2 separate regions of the Cricetulus griseus genome follow, and region 2 is linked to region 1. The links are chromatin contacts, called in public Hi-C maps. All regions are on one chromosome and are shown on one strand. Each heading gives the region's core, a stretch centred on a gene start, on an enhancer-like site or on the middle of the called end of the contact. The rest is flanking DNA. Distances are from core to core; before and after follow the strand shown.

Region 1 (4,737 bases), core at 1,049-3,548:
AGTTAATATTTAATGTTAGGCTACCAGAAAGAACTTTACATAGCAAGCATACCTGAGTATTTCCAAAAGTTTAATTGGCATAAAATAGGCTAACTTTACTTAGCTTCCCACTGTGTAAGAGAAAATATAAGTAGGAAAAATTACTTTTGAAAGAATTATGTAAAAAGCATTATTTGAGAGCATTTGGTTTTAAGGAAAATGTGGTCACTTTTTTTCCCATCTACTACACAGTAAGACACACCCTATTAACTCTTTACCAAAATTACAAAAATGAAGAAAGGGGAATAAGCAATTTGATCAGGACAAAACCCTGACCATGAGTATCCAGTCTTGACCAGTTAAATGAGAGCAATCTTTCCTTGTTATCACAAGATCACTTTGAGCAAATCAAGCTTGTATATTGTGATTAAAAGCCATAGTTCAGAAGAATAGTAGTAATTTAGTTGACACTGCCTCTTTAAACAGTGAGAGGAATTTAGCTGACTCATTTCAGAGCAAGGCAGCGTAAATATTTCAAGATTACTTATGCAGTTTAATAAACACTTTTAGTTGACTTTTTTTAAATGTTGAGTGTAACACAAGCACAGAAAAACGATTCAAATAATAAATTATGTATCTTCATTTTCTTCATGCAGTGTGCTGACCTTTACCCTATGCAAAAAGTTGGGCCTTTTTCAGCCCACTTAAGAACTATGCTACAACTAAGTTACTACTATAACTTCCAGTGACACCTGGCATTCTTTAAAAGTATACTGAGGGAATTAAGACCAACTGATCAGATCAACCCTGTTTTTTAATCAGAAAGCACTTTTCTTCTGTGAATGAGAAGATACCCACTTAGACAAGGATTCCACCTTCAGAAAACACAACTCAAATTCTTAAACTTAAGTACACAGAAAGAACAAGAACCAAAAAGACACCAGTCTTCTATAAGTCTCCCCCTCCCCTAGTAAGTCAGATTTTAAATGCCATCACATGTGCACAGCTTGCTTTAATATTTCTCAGAAGCCTAGATCACATGGGAGGGCGCTTCAGCCTGTCACAAGGCTGCAATGTGACAAGCTGAGCTGGATGGAGGCTCTCACATAAAGCCTAGTCAACAGGGGCCTCTGAAATCAGCTTCTATTTATATCTCAGAGCCTGCCAACTCCTACACAACCCCAAGAACTAACGATGCAGTATTCATATATCTCACATAACAAAACAAAATGCAATTAGGGCCTCCAGGTTTTTTAATGCAGGATCAAAGAACAACCTCACCTTCAATCCACAATACCCAAGTAGAATTAATAACAAAGTAAGATGTGCTTATTGAAAAGGGGTAGGAGGGGAGTAAGCAGGCACAGTGGAGAAAGCATGGCAGCATAAATACTCCATACACTTAATGAAAACTATAGTGTGTTTGTTAATTTGTATACTGTATTTCCCTTCTATTTTGGGAACAAAAAACAAGTTGTTAGAGACTTAGTATTCTTCCATAAGCCCTTCAGGCATAGCTGCAATTGTTTTTTGTTTTGAAGTTCACGGCATTTCTTACCTCATCGATTAAAACGAACCTCACAGGATTAACCAATTTTCCAATTAAAAAACTGAAATGAATGAGCTTTTCTTTTAAACTACGGGCTACCTATTCAAGGTGAACATGCCTAAAAATGGCAAGACCACTCACTAACCTCGAGGGCAGACCCGAATTCTAGGTTCTAATGGGCCAATAAGCCTGACCTTGGGCAAGTCCTTAGTCTCCAGGTCCCGGTTACCTCAGCCAAACAGATTTTTTTTTTTTGAAGCTCCTTTCCTGATTTAATACCTGTCCTAGGCACAAAAGAAAAAAAAAAGGTACAACTAAAACAAATGCCTCATTTTGGGCTGGACACTTTTAAGAACAAACGTGAAAGGTAAAAATGAAATATTTTCACCAATTAAGGTTATGAGATCTCACTTTTAAAGGAATCATCAAAATGGGAAGATAAAACCTTCCTATTTCCTGTAGTTACCGAACGCCAAATCTGAGAAACGATGCTCTGACCTATATATTATTTTCTCCTAAATATCCGGGTAGTATTCTCAGGCAGCTCCAATGGACATTTAACTTCTAACACCTTCCCCAAAATAGAGCTCCACGGAGTGCACGGAAAAGGAGCAAAATGTTAATGTGCGTGTAGACAAAGGGAGAGGCGCTCGATTTGCCTCCATGAAGGGGCTCTGGAGGGAGCAGCTTAACCACAATTGGAAAAACTAAACACCTTCCGGGGAGACAGCCGTGGGGCCGGGTCCCAGCGATTTCGACCGAGTTCGGTGCCCAGAGGCCCCCATCCCCCTCGCAGCGCAGGGCAGGCCGCGCTCCGGGAAGCCCGGCAGGGCCTGCTCCAAAAAGCACTGAGTCATGCACTCGGCACCCCACAGTAATCCAACTAATCACTACCTCTTGATATTTGTTAGATCAAGTTGGCTGAATCCTGGATTTAGCCTTGAAGCTTTTAAATAAAGATGTGTATACGTGTTTGCCTGTATGCATGTACACATATATCCCTGATGCCTACACACTCAACTCCCTGCAACTGAAGTTAACACACAGCTGTGAGCCACCACTATGTGGGTGCTGGGAACTGAATCCAGGTCCTCTTATAAGAGCATCAAGCACTCTTAATGACTGAGCCATCCCTACAGACCATCTTCAGCTTTCTTAAAACCACCCCCAGAACCTGTCTGAAAGACACACTTGGGCCCTATCAGTAATACTTCCACTCAGTGTCTAGAAACCTGTAAAGCAGAAACTACCAGCCACAGACTTTTCAGTCTCTATTTAGCTTTAACAAGTATTTTTCTCCTGTCAAAAACCAAAACCTTTCCAAATCCAAACTTGATTATGTAAGCAATATAAAAACATACTCTGATCACAGTTAATATTTAATGTTAGGCTACCAGAAAGAACTTTACATAGCAAGCATACCTGAGTATTTCCAAAAGTTTAATTGGCATAAAATAGGCTAACTTTACTTAGCTTCCCACTGTGTAAGAGAAAATATAAGTAGGAAAAATTACTTTTGAAAGAATTATGTAAAAAGCATTATTTGAGAGCATTTGGTTTTAAGGAAAATGTGGTCACTTTTTTTCCCATCTACTACACAGTAAGACACACCCTATTAACTCTTTACCAAAATTACAAAAATGAAGAAAGGGGAATAAGCAATTTGATCAGGACAAAACCCTGACCATGAGTATCCAGTCTTGACCAGTTAAATGAGAGCAATCTTTCCTTGTTATCACAAGATCACTTTGAGCAAATCAAGCTTGTATATTGTGATTAAAAGCCATAGTTCAGAAGAAGCCCGGAGAGCCGGGACAAGACTGCAGAAATGGAGCGAGGTGACAAACAAGCCGGACCCCGGGCAAGGGCAAGGTGCTGACACCTGCCCAGAGCACGAACACAAACCCTTCTCGCCTCTTCACGGTTTCCTCTGGGAACAGATGTAGTGTCCACCGATCTAAAGAAAACATACGTAAATAGTTAGGGCTACCTTAGCCACAACTGGAATGCAGTTAGGGCCCTTCATCTCCGACATTGAAGAGTCCCAGGCCTTTCCCCTAGGTACCATTAGAGTTGGCCTTGGCGGGAGCACAGGAACCTTATTTACTTCTGGTGTTTTTGATATCATGGGAGTAGTGTGGGGGAGGGATGCTGGTGTCCGGATGCTCCAAATTAAATAGCTCTGAGTACTGCAGGTGGAGTACCTGGGACATAAAGTGTTTTAAAAAAACCTATTTCGGGCCGGGCGTTGGTGGCGCATGCCTTTAATCCCAGCACTCGGGAGGCAGAGGCAGGCGGATCGCTGAGAGTTCGAGGCCAGCCTGCCTGGTCTCCAGAGCGAGTGCCAGGATAGGCTCCAAAGCTACAGAGAAACCCTGTCTCGAAAAAGAAAAACAAAACAAAACAACAACAACAACAAAAAAACCCTATTCCGGGGTTACATTGCTATGATTAAGTAATGTATTTGAAATTTAGTCTGGGTCATTGGTTCTATCCCTTTAGGATTTTACCTCCACAAACTAGTAAATAATAAAAATACCATGTAGCAACCGTTTTCAGTGTCACGAATTTTTCATTTAGGGTCTCCTTAATTTATCACAGTAATTTCCTGAGAAAAATGTCCTGTCTATTTGTCAGGGTGAGGTGGTCATGATAAAGGATGCTTGCCTGGAGCACTACAGGGTGGAAAGGCTAATGGAAGCCATATTTACTGAGAATAAAAATAAGAGAATTTTTTAAAAAGAGGATAACTTACTGTCTCCCTTTACTCTCCCGTTTCAAAAACAAGTTTTACAAGATTCTTATCTTGTCCAATTTAAACAACAAAATCATTTTAGAATCAAGTTGTTGATGCCTACACATCCGCTGAAAGCCTAATCAATAATCGACTTAGACTTTCTGTCTTCAAAATCGAGTCTTCTATTTTGTTTATAGTGAGTCATTTTTGAGTTAAGGATTGCTTAATGATTAAAAAAAGCAAAATCAGCCCGGTGTTGGTGGGGCACGCCTTTAATCCCAGCACTCGGGATGCAGAGGTAGGTGGATCTCTGTGAGTTCAAGGCCAGCCTAGAGCGAGTTCCAGCACAGCCTCCAAATCCACAGAGAAACCCTGTCTCGAAAAAAGAAAAAAAGAAAAAAGAAAAGCAAAACCGGCCAATATTATAATTTAAAATTGCAAGTAATACAAAATCTGATAATTGAAGTAAGAC
Region 2 (4,737 bases), core at 752-3,251, 220 kb after region 1:
GAGTCTAGTGAAGCTTGCCTGTATAAACACGGTGGGATAGATCTCAGCTGTCACTTATTCCTGCCATTGGAAACTGTTTTAGTTTGCTGCCTGATACCATATCAGAACACTTGAGTCTGGGGAATTTAAAAGACAGAGAAACTTACTTCTCAGTTCTCAAAGTCAGTGAGCTCAATATTAAGATGTTGGCATCTGGCTAGGGTCTGTATCATCCCATGGTTTGAAAGGCAAATAAGTATGCTTGCAAGACTGAGTAAATAAGAGAGGTTCAGCCTCACTTCTGTGATAAGCTTATGCTCACAAAGATAGCACCAACCTTGCTGATCTAACCACTGCTATGACCCTTACCTCCTAATACTGTTGCGTTATGATCCAAGTTTTCTTTAATTGATTATATATTTAACTATAGTGTATGGGCATTTTCCTGCATATATGTGTGTGTAGATATCCGTATGTAGTGCCCACAGATGCCAGAAGGGAGTGTTGGCTCTGCTGGAACAGGAGTTACAAATGGTTGTAAGCCACCTTATGCCTGCTGGGAATAGGGTCCTCTCGGAAGAGCAGACAGTGAGTGTCCTTAACTGCCAATACATCTCTACGGCCACAGAGACTAAGTTTTTAAAACAAGAACTTTGCATGCTGACTTTACTGGGAGACTGAGTTCCACTCACCTCACTTGGTTGAATCACTCATAGAAAACTAAGTTCTAGGTGGATCTTGGAATAGGCACTAATATTTTTAGATCCTCTTACAGTCTTCTTCAGGGTGCCAAGTGTCCAGGTAACTGTGTGACTCTGTGTAAGAAATGAATCACTACATATGAGTGACATAGGTGTGTGCATTCGCAAATTTTAAAAAGTGAAAAGGAAGTCATTTCTTCTATTTGGTGGTGGTTGTAGCAACTAAAGAAGTCTAGATCGATGACTATTAACTGCTCTCATCCCCCACTGTCACTAAGGGATGAGTGGCACAGTCTGGGGATGCTAAAGGAGTCTGGTGAGTAGAGGTCAGAATGTTACTAAATCCCAAATGCATAGGGTAGCTCTCACAATGTAAACTTATTTGACTCAAGATACCAGTAGTGCCACTACTGGTCATACACAGTGGTAATGAATAACTTTAAAATTTCAGTGGTTTGGCCTGGGAAATGATTATTTTTCCTTGTTAGTTAGTAAGAAATACCCACGGTAAATGGTCTATGAAGACAAAGGTTTATTTTACCTCATAACTTTGGACGTTTTAGTTCATGGTTATGTAGATCCCTTGTTTTAATGCCTCTGGTATTGAGGGGAGGGAATACAGCACGATGGGGAAAGACGGTATAGCTAATTCCTTACCTCACAGCTGCAGTGTGGAGGAATGAAAGGAACCAGATTCCTAACACCCTCTCCAACGGAATGTCCTGAATGACCTAACTTCTTCCCACAAACACCATCTCTAAGGGGGTTCACCACCTCCCAATAGTTGCCATGGAAAATTCAAGAATTACCTTCAATAACATGGGCCTTGAGGGACTTTTAAGATCCAAATGATGGCATTCTTCTTCCTGCTGTATGTCCAGCATGGGTGCAGCACATCCTGCTCCCCATTCTGGAGATTTGGAGATGGGATATGTGTTTCCTCATGGTCTTCTTCAGTGTGACAGAGGACGTGGGATTTGGTGGATCCCAGGCTTTAAAGCTCCATCCCAGAATTAACATGTAAGTTCTGATTACATTTCACTGGCCATGGTCCATCAGTGAAGGAGGTGATGCCTTAGACTTGTGCTCAGACAAGGGGTAGAATAGGAACAGTCAAAATCTGCCTGCATGACTGGCATTGGGGACACTGTGAGAACATAAAGGGGCTTTCTTTCTCTGTTACTTATTGCCATAGAAAACTCCATCTAATGCTTAGGGGCTGAAGATAACTGCAATCACTCTGGTCATGGAGTTGGGTTTGGACAGAGCTGGCTGGGAACTCATCTCTCACCACAGGGCATGAGCTGGGACAGCTCACCTTCAGTGACTCAGAGGCAGCTGCCAGAATCACTCACCCATGTTTGGCCATGGCTGTGGACTTGGACCTCTGTTGTGGCTGTCAGCTTGACCACCTCCAGGTGGCCTCTGGGTGTGGCTCTTTGGCTTCCTTCCAGAGTGGTGGCTGTTCTCGGGCAGTAAGGAAATGCTGCCAATTTCTTAAAACTCAAGCCTGCATGCATGCAGGCACTGAATCACGCTTACCTCAGGCTTTCGATGGAAATGTTTTATAGATGCCAGCGGTGAGGAGAAACAACAGAGGCCTCATCTTTCAAGGGCAGAAGAGCCTTGGTTTAAAATTGCTTCTGGGGACAAGCTCCTTCAGTGAGAATTCATGAGCCAAGACATGAAGACATCAGAGTCGAATTCAGCTCCGAGTTCTAGCAGGTTCCACCACAGAACTTCTTGTTACTAGTGCTTACTTAAATATTATGAAATGTTTTGATTCAGTAAGTGTATGCTGAATATATTGTTTTGTGAATGTGAACTGCAATCTGATTTAATTACCTAAAATTAAAACTGAATAATTCTAATAGACTCATTAATTGACTCATTAATGGACTCATTAAAGCAATTAAAAACCCTATTGATAACTTCTTTTCTGTGAAATAATGTATTTCACAATAATACCCTAGTTTACTGCCATTTAAAATCAATAGAAAAAAATTCATAGAATAAGCTGGGCCTGAAAGCCTACTCAGAATGCTGAGTTGGGAAGATCTTTTTAATTGGCTTGTCCATTTAAATTGTGTGTGTATGCATGAGTGTGTGTGTGTGTGTCTCTCTCTCTCTCTCTGTGTGTGTGTGTGTGTGTGTGTGTGTGTGTGTGTGTGTGTGTGTGTGTGTGTATGCACACCTGTACCATGACATGCATGTGGGGATACGTTTTGGAAGCTTCTCTTTTCCTTCCACTGTGAGTCCCTGAGATCAAACTCAGATCAGCCCGTTTACTGAAACATCTCAGTGGCCCCAAGAAGATTTTAAGTTCATGGCTAGCCTGGGCTACAGACTAAGTTCAAGGCCAGCCTTGGTAACTTAGTGAGACTATGACTCAAAATAAAAAGTAAGGGCAGAACCGAGAGTATAACTCGGTGGTATAGCATTGATTCAGTCTGTGGTAAAAATAAAGGAAGAAAGGAAACAGAGAGAAAAAAAAAAACAAAAAACAGAATGATTCATTCAGGCTTGAATCCATTTTACTTTGAACTTTGTGGTTCAATTTAGACATCAAAGTAGGCTGGACGTGACCTGAAAGACTATCAAGAATCAGATGCCACAGGACCTGGGCATTAGCGTGAGTAAGCCTTGCCTGGCCTGACTCTTGAGAGGAGAATTGCTCTTTGTCTGCAAGTATTCCTGCCTTCCACACATCAGTCTGCTTGAGCCAAAGCAGCAAGGAAAAGTAGCCTGTTCTAGAGGACATACCCTCTGGCTTGGGTGGAGACCCAACTTTGCAATGCCTAGGGTCAAGGTCAAGGCGAAGGGACCACCCCTAGAGAGGCATGTTCTTAAGCCAAGCTAATGCAGTAAGAAGAATACTTTTCCATTTGACAAAATACTGTATGTCTCCTTCTCAGAATCCCTCACACCTAGTGCCGTCTCTGCAATGGCAACAGTCATGCTGTTGGGTTTGTCCACCTTTCTCAGTCCCAACTCAGACAGGTGCAATTCAGTTTTCTTTTCTTTTCTTTCCAGTCTCTTCCTTTTGGAGACTGACCAGAAATCCAAGTATGTCTTACACTTTGGGCTTCCTTGCTCATTTTTTGAAGGCCCTTCCCAGCCATGTGATGAAACTCCACAGAAACCTGTAACTCCATCTTTCTCTCCTAGGCAGCTTCTGAGATTTATAGTGTGCCTGCTCTGGGGATTTTCTTAGAAACTCTAATAAAATTGTCCTCAAGTTTTCATTTGAGTCTGTTTTTAAATCCATTTTATTAATGAAATTAAGAACGCCAAGGCAGGGCTCCCTGTATCAAATATTAATCACATTCTGTGGATGAAAGGGCCCATATTTTGGAGAGAGTGTTTTTAAAGGTCTTGTCACTTCTGCTTGCCCATTTAGCAGATAGGTAAACAGAAATGGGGGGTGGGAATCACGAGCTAGATTCCTAATTATCAATTAGGAGGAAGGCCAGCCTGTTCAGGTTGAAGAGATGCTGCTGGGCTCTGGTAACCCCCAGTCTTCCTGCCTGTGTGGACTAAGGGAAAGGGGGTCTCAGTTTCTGCGGCAGGGGCTTCTCCTATGACCCAGCATCGCCCTCCCCCCCTCCAGGCCGTCTCTTCTCTTTGTCCCCAGGCTGAAGGACTCATCTGCCTGCAGATTATTCACTGACAGCTGCCTTTCCCTTCGCCCTTTGTTCTCTCTTTTACATCCAAGGGAGAGAAGCTTGGGCTCAAATGATAACATTTGAATTCAGCTCATGAAAAATTCTATCACAAGTGTGTTGGACTGTTTGATCTTTGGCTTCTCCCACACATTTGCCCTTTATTCTCAGATCACCATAAGCTTCATTCATTTCCTCAGAGCAGATTGCCATTTCAGGAGGAAAGAAATGCCTGTAGTTTTCCAACTGAGTTCAGTTCTACTCCGGACAGGGCAGCACTCCAGTCAGGGTTGCTACAGAATCCCATTGAATCAGATGTGAAGGAGCCACCTCCCTGCTATGCAGAATTGAGCCTGGGAAACGCCCAACCTGGATTAAGATCCCAGCCACACCCT

The links. Hi-C and Micro-C count contacts between places; a contact is called where the count stands out from the background.
Region 2: a contact with region 1 is called in a Hi-C map of the CHO-K1 cell line, with 4 times the contacts expected there. The contact joins the enhancer-like site here to the promoter of Zfand5 in region 1. A contact is called at or near these places in 5 of 8 Hi-C or Micro-C datasets (the CHK-Q cell line, the CHO-K1 cell line, fibroblasts and 1 more).

Annotation. Positions count from the first base shown.
Region 1 is chr3:39,940,373-39,945,109 of CriGri-PICRH-1.0, forward strand. It overlaps Zfand5 (AN1-type zinc finger protein 5), which reads right to left and starts at 2,299. Exons shown (of 5, transcript XM_027406541.2): 1 at 1-2,299.
Region 2 is chr3:40,162,045-40,166,781 of CriGri-PICRH-1.0, forward strand. No RefSeq gene overlaps it. Among named protein-coding and RNA genes, the nearest start is that of Tmc1, 16 kb to the right of the region's middle. Within about 2 kb of position 2,002, at least 4 of the 6 cell types and tissues checked have open chromatin away from gene starts, as enhancers often do. A contact at or near this core is called in the CHO-K1 cell line and fibroblasts, where this site is marked.